2 separate regions of the Triticum aestivum genome follow, and region 2 is linked to region 1. The links are chromatin contacts, called in public Hi-C maps. All regions are on one chromosome and are shown on one strand. The core of a region is the stretch at or near the end of the contact, and the rest is flanking DNA. Distances in the headings are between cores, read along the strand shown. Region 1 holds the start of LOC123157410 (putative disease resistance protein RGA3). Region 2 holds the start of LOC123156613 (protein FRA10AC1).

The links. A called contact is a pair of places that touch in the nucleus more often than the background predicts.
Region 2: a contact with region 1 is called in a Hi-C map of leaf, with 6 times the contacts expected there. The contact joins the promoter of LOC123156613 here to the promoter of LOC123157410 in region 1. A contact is called at or near these places in 1 of 5 Hi-C or Micro-C datasets (leaf) and 1 of 1 datasets of contacts at active chromatin or transcription factors (leaf).

The regions. Positions count from the first base shown.
Region 1 is chr7B:114,083,511-114,087,334 of IWGSC CS RefSeq v2.1, forward strand. It overlaps LOC123157410 (putative disease resistance protein RGA3), which reads right to left and starts at 1,463. Exons shown (of 3, transcript XM_044575687.1): 1 at 998-1,463. The coding sequence starts at 1,303.
Region 2 is chr7B:114,251,138-114,255,216 of IWGSC CS RefSeq v2.1, forward strand. It overlaps LOC123156613 (protein FRA10AC1), which reads left to right and starts at 1,834. Exons shown (of 11, transcript XR_006478252.1): 1 at 1,834-2,112; 2 at 2,850-2,917.

The DNA of each region.
Region 1 (3,824 bases), core at 213-2,712:
CCACCCGACCGTCATCCTTGAAGGGGACGACGCCACCATCGTGCTCGGATCCGGCATCACGCCAACGCCTTCGGCCGCCCCCCCAACCCCCCAATCAGATCGGTGAAGGAGGATAGCCAACGCGAGCGCCCACCACCGCTTAGGACCGCCGGACGGCGCCCGAGCCCGACCACCTGAAGGAGAACCGGTCTGGGGCGGGAAACCCCAGATCCGCCGCCGCCGGCCCCCGCAGCACCGTCGGGATCCCATCGGGCCGCCGCCCGAGCACGCCAACTCCGCCTCCATGCTGTACGCCCAGGGACGCCGATGCATCTCAGCCAGAGGATCCCCTCGCGAAGAAAGGAGGAAGGCCCGCCGTCCGCCGTCCGCCGGGCGAGTTTCGCTCGCCAGCCTCCTTCGGCGGCGGCGGGGAAGAAGGGGAGGAGGGAGGTCGAGGGCGGCGGCGGTTGGGGCGCCCGAGTCGCCCCCCCTGGAGGCGACGCGAGCGAGAGTCTTTTCCTTTCGAGTGAGATGTGGGGTTTCCCAGAAGCTTCCAAAGTCGTGGATTGTGTTCCAGAAGTTTGTGAAGGTTCAGAGGCCGCCTTAAAGCCTACCACTAGATCGAGCTCGAGCTTTTGTCAGCCGAGGCTCAAAGTAGAAGACGAGACTTTGTATCATTAGGGATATCTTTGCGGTCCTATTTTTCGTGTTACTATGGTTAATGGACATGATTTGGTCTCCAACGGCGAACGATTCGGTTCCTACTTCCTGGTCTAGCGGCACACGACTCCCTAATCTCTTGCGTTAGATGCGCACATCTATGCGCAATACATGCAATACTACATAGACTCGTGAAATTGATCAATAGTACAAACTGTTTGCGACTATCTCCCTACAGTTGCACAACTACCCTCCGTAATAACACTGAAATTAGCCTGGCTTCCGTTTCCAATTTAAACCCCATCCAAGAAGGAAGGACTGGCCGGAAATCTGGGAAGAAGGTAGGAGGAGGACGAACCTTGCGTGCGGTGGAGTGGGGACGGATCTGAGCGGCACGGCGGCGGAGCGCCTCGTAGCGGAAGTCGTCGAGGATGCCGTCGGCGTGGTAGACGGCAGTCTTGAGGTCCTTGACCCACCGGCAGACGGCGGGGTTGGTGCGGCTCTTGGCGTCGGCGTCCAGCAGGATGTACTGGATGGCCGCGAGGTGCCGCTCCAGCTTCGGACGGGCCTTGTCCAGGCCCCACGCGCGCAGAAGCTCGCGCACCAGCGTGTCGCCGACCTTGGCGGCGACGCTGCTCACCAACGGTATCAGCAGCGAACCCATGTCGGTCGGTCGCCGCCGGTGAGTTGGCTCGGTCGCAGGAATGGAAGAACCAATATGAAAAGTTGGTTGTTTGTCACTCGCACGCTGCGACGGAACGCGCTAAAACAGGGGCCATGTATATTGCGATTTCTCGGCCACGCAGATCCGTTGCTCCAGCTGCGACTTGAGTGACTTTCTCTTTCGCGGGGTGCCACTTGAGTGACTTGACGACCTTCGCCACGAAACTTATCCCACCACCATTCTGTATCTTGATGTATACATCGATCGGCATCCTCTGGACCCCGACGCAATAATAGGAGGTGGGTCTTGTATGGGCAATCTCATTCAGCGCCGCGCAAGCGAGATGGCATGAATATGGGACCAATACAAAAGTCCTATTCTGATCCCAAAATCTGAACATTAAAAAAAAATCTGAATATTTTTTGGTAACTTTGACAAATTTTTTGTATGCTTGCGAAATTTCAGCACGAAATGACATTCGTGAAAGGCGTGGCAAAAAAACAAAATCAGCACTTCAAAATGTTTTCAAAACTAGCATTTTTGGAACATCGATTTTCTGCCACACCTTCCATGAATGTCATTTCGTGCTAAAATTTTACAAGCATACAAAATATTTGTCAAAGTTTACCACAAAAAATTCAAATTGTTTTGATTTTTTTACTATTTTTTTGATTTTACTGTTCATGAGGGAGTATTCGAGCTCGGGAGCAGATACTCCGCTCTACTGGAATCTCGTTTGCGCCGAGTTCTGATATTTTACCGAGTAAATTTTATCAAGATCTCGACAAAGTTTCTATCCCCCAAGTTTGATTCTAATTTGGACTCGACAGTGATACAAAACTAGGCATTTTCACATTTTGCCTAGCTAGTACCAGCCAGAAAGAACTCGGCGAACTAAATTTAAAGGATATGTCACTCGTGACGCATTAAGATGAGTTAAAGCAAAACATGTAGCTATAATACATCTGTTAAAAATAAATGAAGTTCTATAAAAGTTGTGGTGGATTTTCCAACTTTCAGTAAAATATTTTATATGTAAAATAGTGGTCAATTTGTATCTGATAGACATTAACTTGTGGTGAAACTTCTCTAGCATTTAGTAAAATATTCATATGCGAAATAGTGGTCACATTTGCATCTCACGCACTTTCCATGTCTATTACGTATGTTAGAATGGGGTCATCACGCAATTTAGAGGGAAGTAAGAGTACCACTATTCATGAAAGGAGGAAGTAAATTAGATAAATAAGCATTTGTATACAGTAAAAAAAATTCTTTTGTTTAGTTCATCTTTTTTCTAACAAGTACTCCATCAGAAAGATCATCTAAACATTACCGAGCCTTGCTCATAGGCATTTATAGTTTTACATCTAACCAACGTCCGCCAATCTTCATGTTAACTTGACAAATTATTGAGTAAACATTCACATAAACACTATTGGCTCGCTGGCGGCATGAGCTTGTTAATTATAAGCATTGATCTACTATCACGTGAAAATGACACATATAACCATTAATTGAGTGTGTTTGAAGGAAGTAATCATCATCAACCTACAATGAAAGATGATAGAATATATTACCCATACACGTCTTATTTCATTTGGCATCTTGACTAAGCCTTCCACTGTATAGTTAGGTAGGAGCATGCTGCAATTTATTTCTGAAGTTGGTGGGAGCACTTGTATACACTAGATGATAAAAATCACATTGCACAAGAAAATACCAGTTAATCTATACAAATTAACAGAATCCACATCTTTTTATGTTAATCTATACAAATACCACTCATTACACAAAGCGATGCCATTTCAATAACTTAGTATAGAGTATACACACATTGTCAATTTATTACTAGATTCATTGTAACTTGCAAGACACATTTGATCACAAAAAACTTCAAAGAATCATGTCAATGTTAATATTATAGTCTAGAAGTTATATGAATATGTTTATCTAATCATACACTAGAAACTGCTATTAAAATATTTATTGGATCGTACGCTTTAGAGATATTTGCGGGAAAGACTTATATACTGTATAGATTATGAGATTTTAAAAAGTTGATTTAAGAATGAACTTTTGTTATGAAATAAAGTTTAAATTAAGCACAATGTAGATGATTTTTTTTTATGTTACATTGAATGCTTTTACCAGAATACTCAACTAGTACTTCGCAGAACTGCTAGATATTTGGTTAAGTATGTCAAATAAGTAACATCAAATTATAGTAATTAGTACTGTAATGCTAAAAGTAAGTTCTATATAAGTATAAAAGTTTAGTATAAATTAATACCGATGGGCAGTGTTGTTTAGCATAAATTAGTGATTCATGCGATCCCTTCGTCCCAGTCAATGGACTTGGGTGCGATCCCCAAACCGTAGTCGAATTGATTTTCAAAGATGTCCACAAAATTACGGGCTCATCTGTGGAGATCGTGCACAACAGCCATTGAGTTTCAGATATGTTGGTCGGACGCAATTGCTCGGGTACATGTGCAATCAGGTCACGTCGGCCGTAGTT
Region 2 (4,079 bases), core at 584-3,083, 170 kb after region 1:
AAATTCTCTATTGATTTTCAGCGCATTCCGAGAACTTTTATTTCAGCACAAAAACAACACCGCGGTAGTTCTTCTGAAAACAACGCCAGTCCGGGTTAGTTCTAATCAAATCATACCAAAATCATATAAAACTATTGTAAACATGGCATAAATACTTCATAAATTATAAATACGGTGGAGACGTATCTGGGTGGCGGCTATTACAAGAACCGGACACTTTGATTGCGCGAGTATTGAAGGCTCGCTACTTCCCACACTGCTCGATGTTAGAGGCATGTAGCAGAAGAGATATGTCATATACTTGGAGAAGTATCTTGAAAGGTATTGTTTTACTTAAGCAATGTATAGTGTGGAGGATTGGTACAGGGGACAATGTGCGCATTTGGGATGACCCATGGCTGCCTCGAGGGATCACTAGGAGGCCCCGTACGAACCGCACGGGGGTGCTGCTTGACAGAGTCTCTGAGTTGATGAACCCAGTTACTGAGAATTGGGATGAGGAACTAGTCTTAGACTTGTTCTGTCCTGAAGATGCGAGAGATATCCTTGCGATCCCAGTCCGAAGTGGGATGGAGGACCAGCCAGCTTGGCATTTTGATCCGAGGGGGATCTTCTCGGTAAAGTCAGCATACCACTTAGGGACCAGCTTGAGAGATGCAGCCCTCAACAGGGATGCAAGCTCGTCGACAGCGGCCATGCCGAAGGACGTGTAGAAATGGACTAAAATCTAGAGGCTGGAGCTCCCACCCAAAGTACGGATGTTTTTGTGGCATTTTGCACATAACTCTCTGCCGACGCGTATGAACATCAAGAGGAAACATGTCGAGTTGGATACCTGTTGTCCGGTATGCATGAGAATGGACGAGGATGGTGGTCATCTGTTTTTGAAGTGCAAACAGGTCAAAGCACCTCTGGAGAGAGTTACAACTCGAGGATGTGCACACTTCTCTGCTAGAGTGTGCGAACCCCAGGATGATCTTTGAACGTGTGTGGTCCTTGGCACCATCACGACGCGATCTTGTGCTCATGCTGCTCTGGGAATGGTGGAACACCAGGAAGAAAGCAAATCAAGGGGAGAAGGTAAAGGCATGTGAGGCGATTGCTTACAATGTTCGAAGGCTGTGTGATGATTTCAGGGGGGGGGGGGCGGGTACAACGGAGGCATCCGGTGGGCAGCCTACGGTTGCAGCATGGACTAGACCGACTGAAGGACAGGTTAAAGTTAACTTTGATGCGGCATTTTATGCTGAACAGGGAAGTGGAGCCTGGGGATGCGTTTCTAGATCGAGTCAAGGGGAGTTCATTGGAGCATGTGTGGGCAAACTTGAACATCTTGCTTCGCCACTCCATGCTGAAGCAATGGCGTGTGTGCAAGCCATTGAAGCTGCGGCGGAGATGGGTATTCACCAGGTGGTCTTCGAATCGGATTCCTTGCAGCTGGTAAACGCCATCAACTCTGGCGACCATGACCTATCATTGATTGGAGTTCTGCTGCGTGATGTGCGTAACCTTTGTTATGCATCTCTTGATGCTTTTGAATTTAAGCACTGTAAGCGGCTATGTAATAAGGTTGCTCATACCCTAACTGATTGGGGATTTCGAGCAAATGTGTCGTGTACTTGGTGGAAGGACCAAGCCCCAAGTTGCGTGTATGATCTGGTAGCCAGCGAGTCTGCTGAGCTTGGTTAAAGTAATGGAATGCATGTTCCAGTTTAAAGAAAAAAACGGGTACGTTAGGACGTGCCCTTTGTATTTTTTTTTTGAGGGAACTTTGTATTTTCTTTTGAGGGGGCCCTTTGTGCTAGGCTGCTAAAAAGCCCGGCCCGTGAGATGGGCTCTAGCGGACGCGGCAAGTTGGTCCAGGAGCGGCCGGCGACCCACATCGTGGTTCCCTTCTGCCACCTCAAGGCTCCATCCTCCAGCGCCGCCACACCAGGCGCTCGCTTTACCATCCTCCCCCAAGCCCCGGCGCGGCACCCTGTCGGTAGGCTGGTGCTCGTGCGCCGGTCGCGGCTCCTGAGGGCCTCCGACGAGGCGGAGCGGGCGAGAGAGCGCGATGGCGTCGCTGGGGCGGCTCAAGTCCGCCATCTTCGACAGGGAGGAGAGGAAGATGTAAGGATCTCTGGCGCGGCAACCGCCCCATCTCGTCGCGTCCCTCTCTTTACCTTCTCCGATTTATTACTCGTCGATTTGGTGCCTTCTATTATTTGATTTTTTTTTTCTGCTGGAATCGGCTATAAAAACCCTAGCTTTTTTTTATTCTAAATTCCGTGCTGTTAAGGCTGTTAACGAGAAATGCTCACATGGTTTAGTACTTTTAATTATTTGATGATACAATCCTCACATGGTTTAGTACTTTTAATTCTCGAGGATACACAACTAATCTCCCTGCAGAAGTAATGCTGTGTTTTACAATGTTCTGCACGGTTTGCTACTTCTTTTTATCCTGGTGATATGCAAAATAATTGTGTCCGTGAACTTTAATTTACTTCTTGGCCCATAATTGCCTTGTACTCCCTCTGTTCCTAAATATAAGACCTTTTAGAGATTCCACTATGGAGTACATACGGATGTATGTAGTCATATTCTAGAGTGTAGATTCATTCATTTTGCTCCGTATGTAGTACATACGGATGTATGTAGTCATATTCTAGAGTGTAGATTCATTCATTTTGCTCTGTATGTAGTCTATATAGTGAAAAGGTCTTATATTATGTAACGGAGGTAGTACAAGTTAGAGTAGCCTAGTGTGCTAATCGAAGGCAATGGTTTTTGGCCGTTGAGTCTATCTTTTCGTTAGTTTGCTTGTGGTTCATAGGCTGCTCTGGATGTTGGATTGATGGATGCAGGCAGTACCAGTCGCACATCCAGGGGCTCAATGCATACGATCGCCATAAGAAGTTCATGAAGGATTACGGTATGATCTGTTGCTGCTGCTGTTTCCTGCAAAAGCATGCTGTTATTATCTTTGCCCCATTTTTTCTGATTGACTCTGGATTTATGTTGGTTATGGTTGACAAAAAAGGGTTTTGAATAAGATAGCATGGTAACGAAATCACGGGTTACGTAAACCAAATTATACTTGGTGGTGGGGGTTCAAAGAACAGGCAAGATTTGTAAATTGCAAGTCCACTAAAAACTTGCATTTCCGATGTAACTACACATACAAAATTGACCCTGCAAACTTCTTGTGCTTGTGTTATTACTAATTAGTTCAAGTGCTGACCTATGTATGGAATTCAGCATCCAACACACCACAACTACTATATATGCTTCTGGCTTTGTAATTGATCACAACCATTCATTGTGCTGGTGATCCTGCTTTAGAGTAGCTTTAAGTCTAATATATTTGTACCTTGTCTCAATGGTGAAACGGAAACTGGGGCACTGGCATATAACGAGTCATTTATTTGCTTAGTCTTGGTTTCCAAAAGGAACTGGATGTTGAACAGTCCCCTCTACTTAAGGAACAATTGGGGGCTACCTTCATCCATACATGGATTTTGTATTTCTATGTGTAACTTGTCACCTAGCTTAATACAGACAACATTCTAACATGGATTTTTAATATGGGATTTATATCTTTTGCCCAATGTCAACCATAGACAGGTCACATAACGACTCCCCCTTTTTGCTGATTGCTTCTGGAATTGTGTTGGTTCAGGTATTTATTTGTGGTTGAGCAAAATGGTTTGGGAATAAAATGGCATGGTAATGAATCATGAGTTAGGCAAGCCAAATTATAATTGTTAGCAATAATAGTGTTCAAAACAGTGGACACGTGTAAGTTGTAACTTTCAAGTATGCAAAAAACAGTTGCAGTTCTGCTGTAACTCCACATACAAACATAGCCATCGATTCTCCAAAATTTGTCCCGCAGCCTTCCTGTGCTCCTGTTATTTCTAGTTATCTCAAATGCTGAATTCTGTGTAGAAGTGAGCAACCATCACACTAGAATCTGGTTACCTGTGTAGGCTTCTGCCATTGTAGTTGATTACATTCATTCAGTATGCTGGTGAGCCTGCTTTAGTAGTACCTTTAATTGTGATATATTGTTACCTTGTCCCGATGTAAAGTGT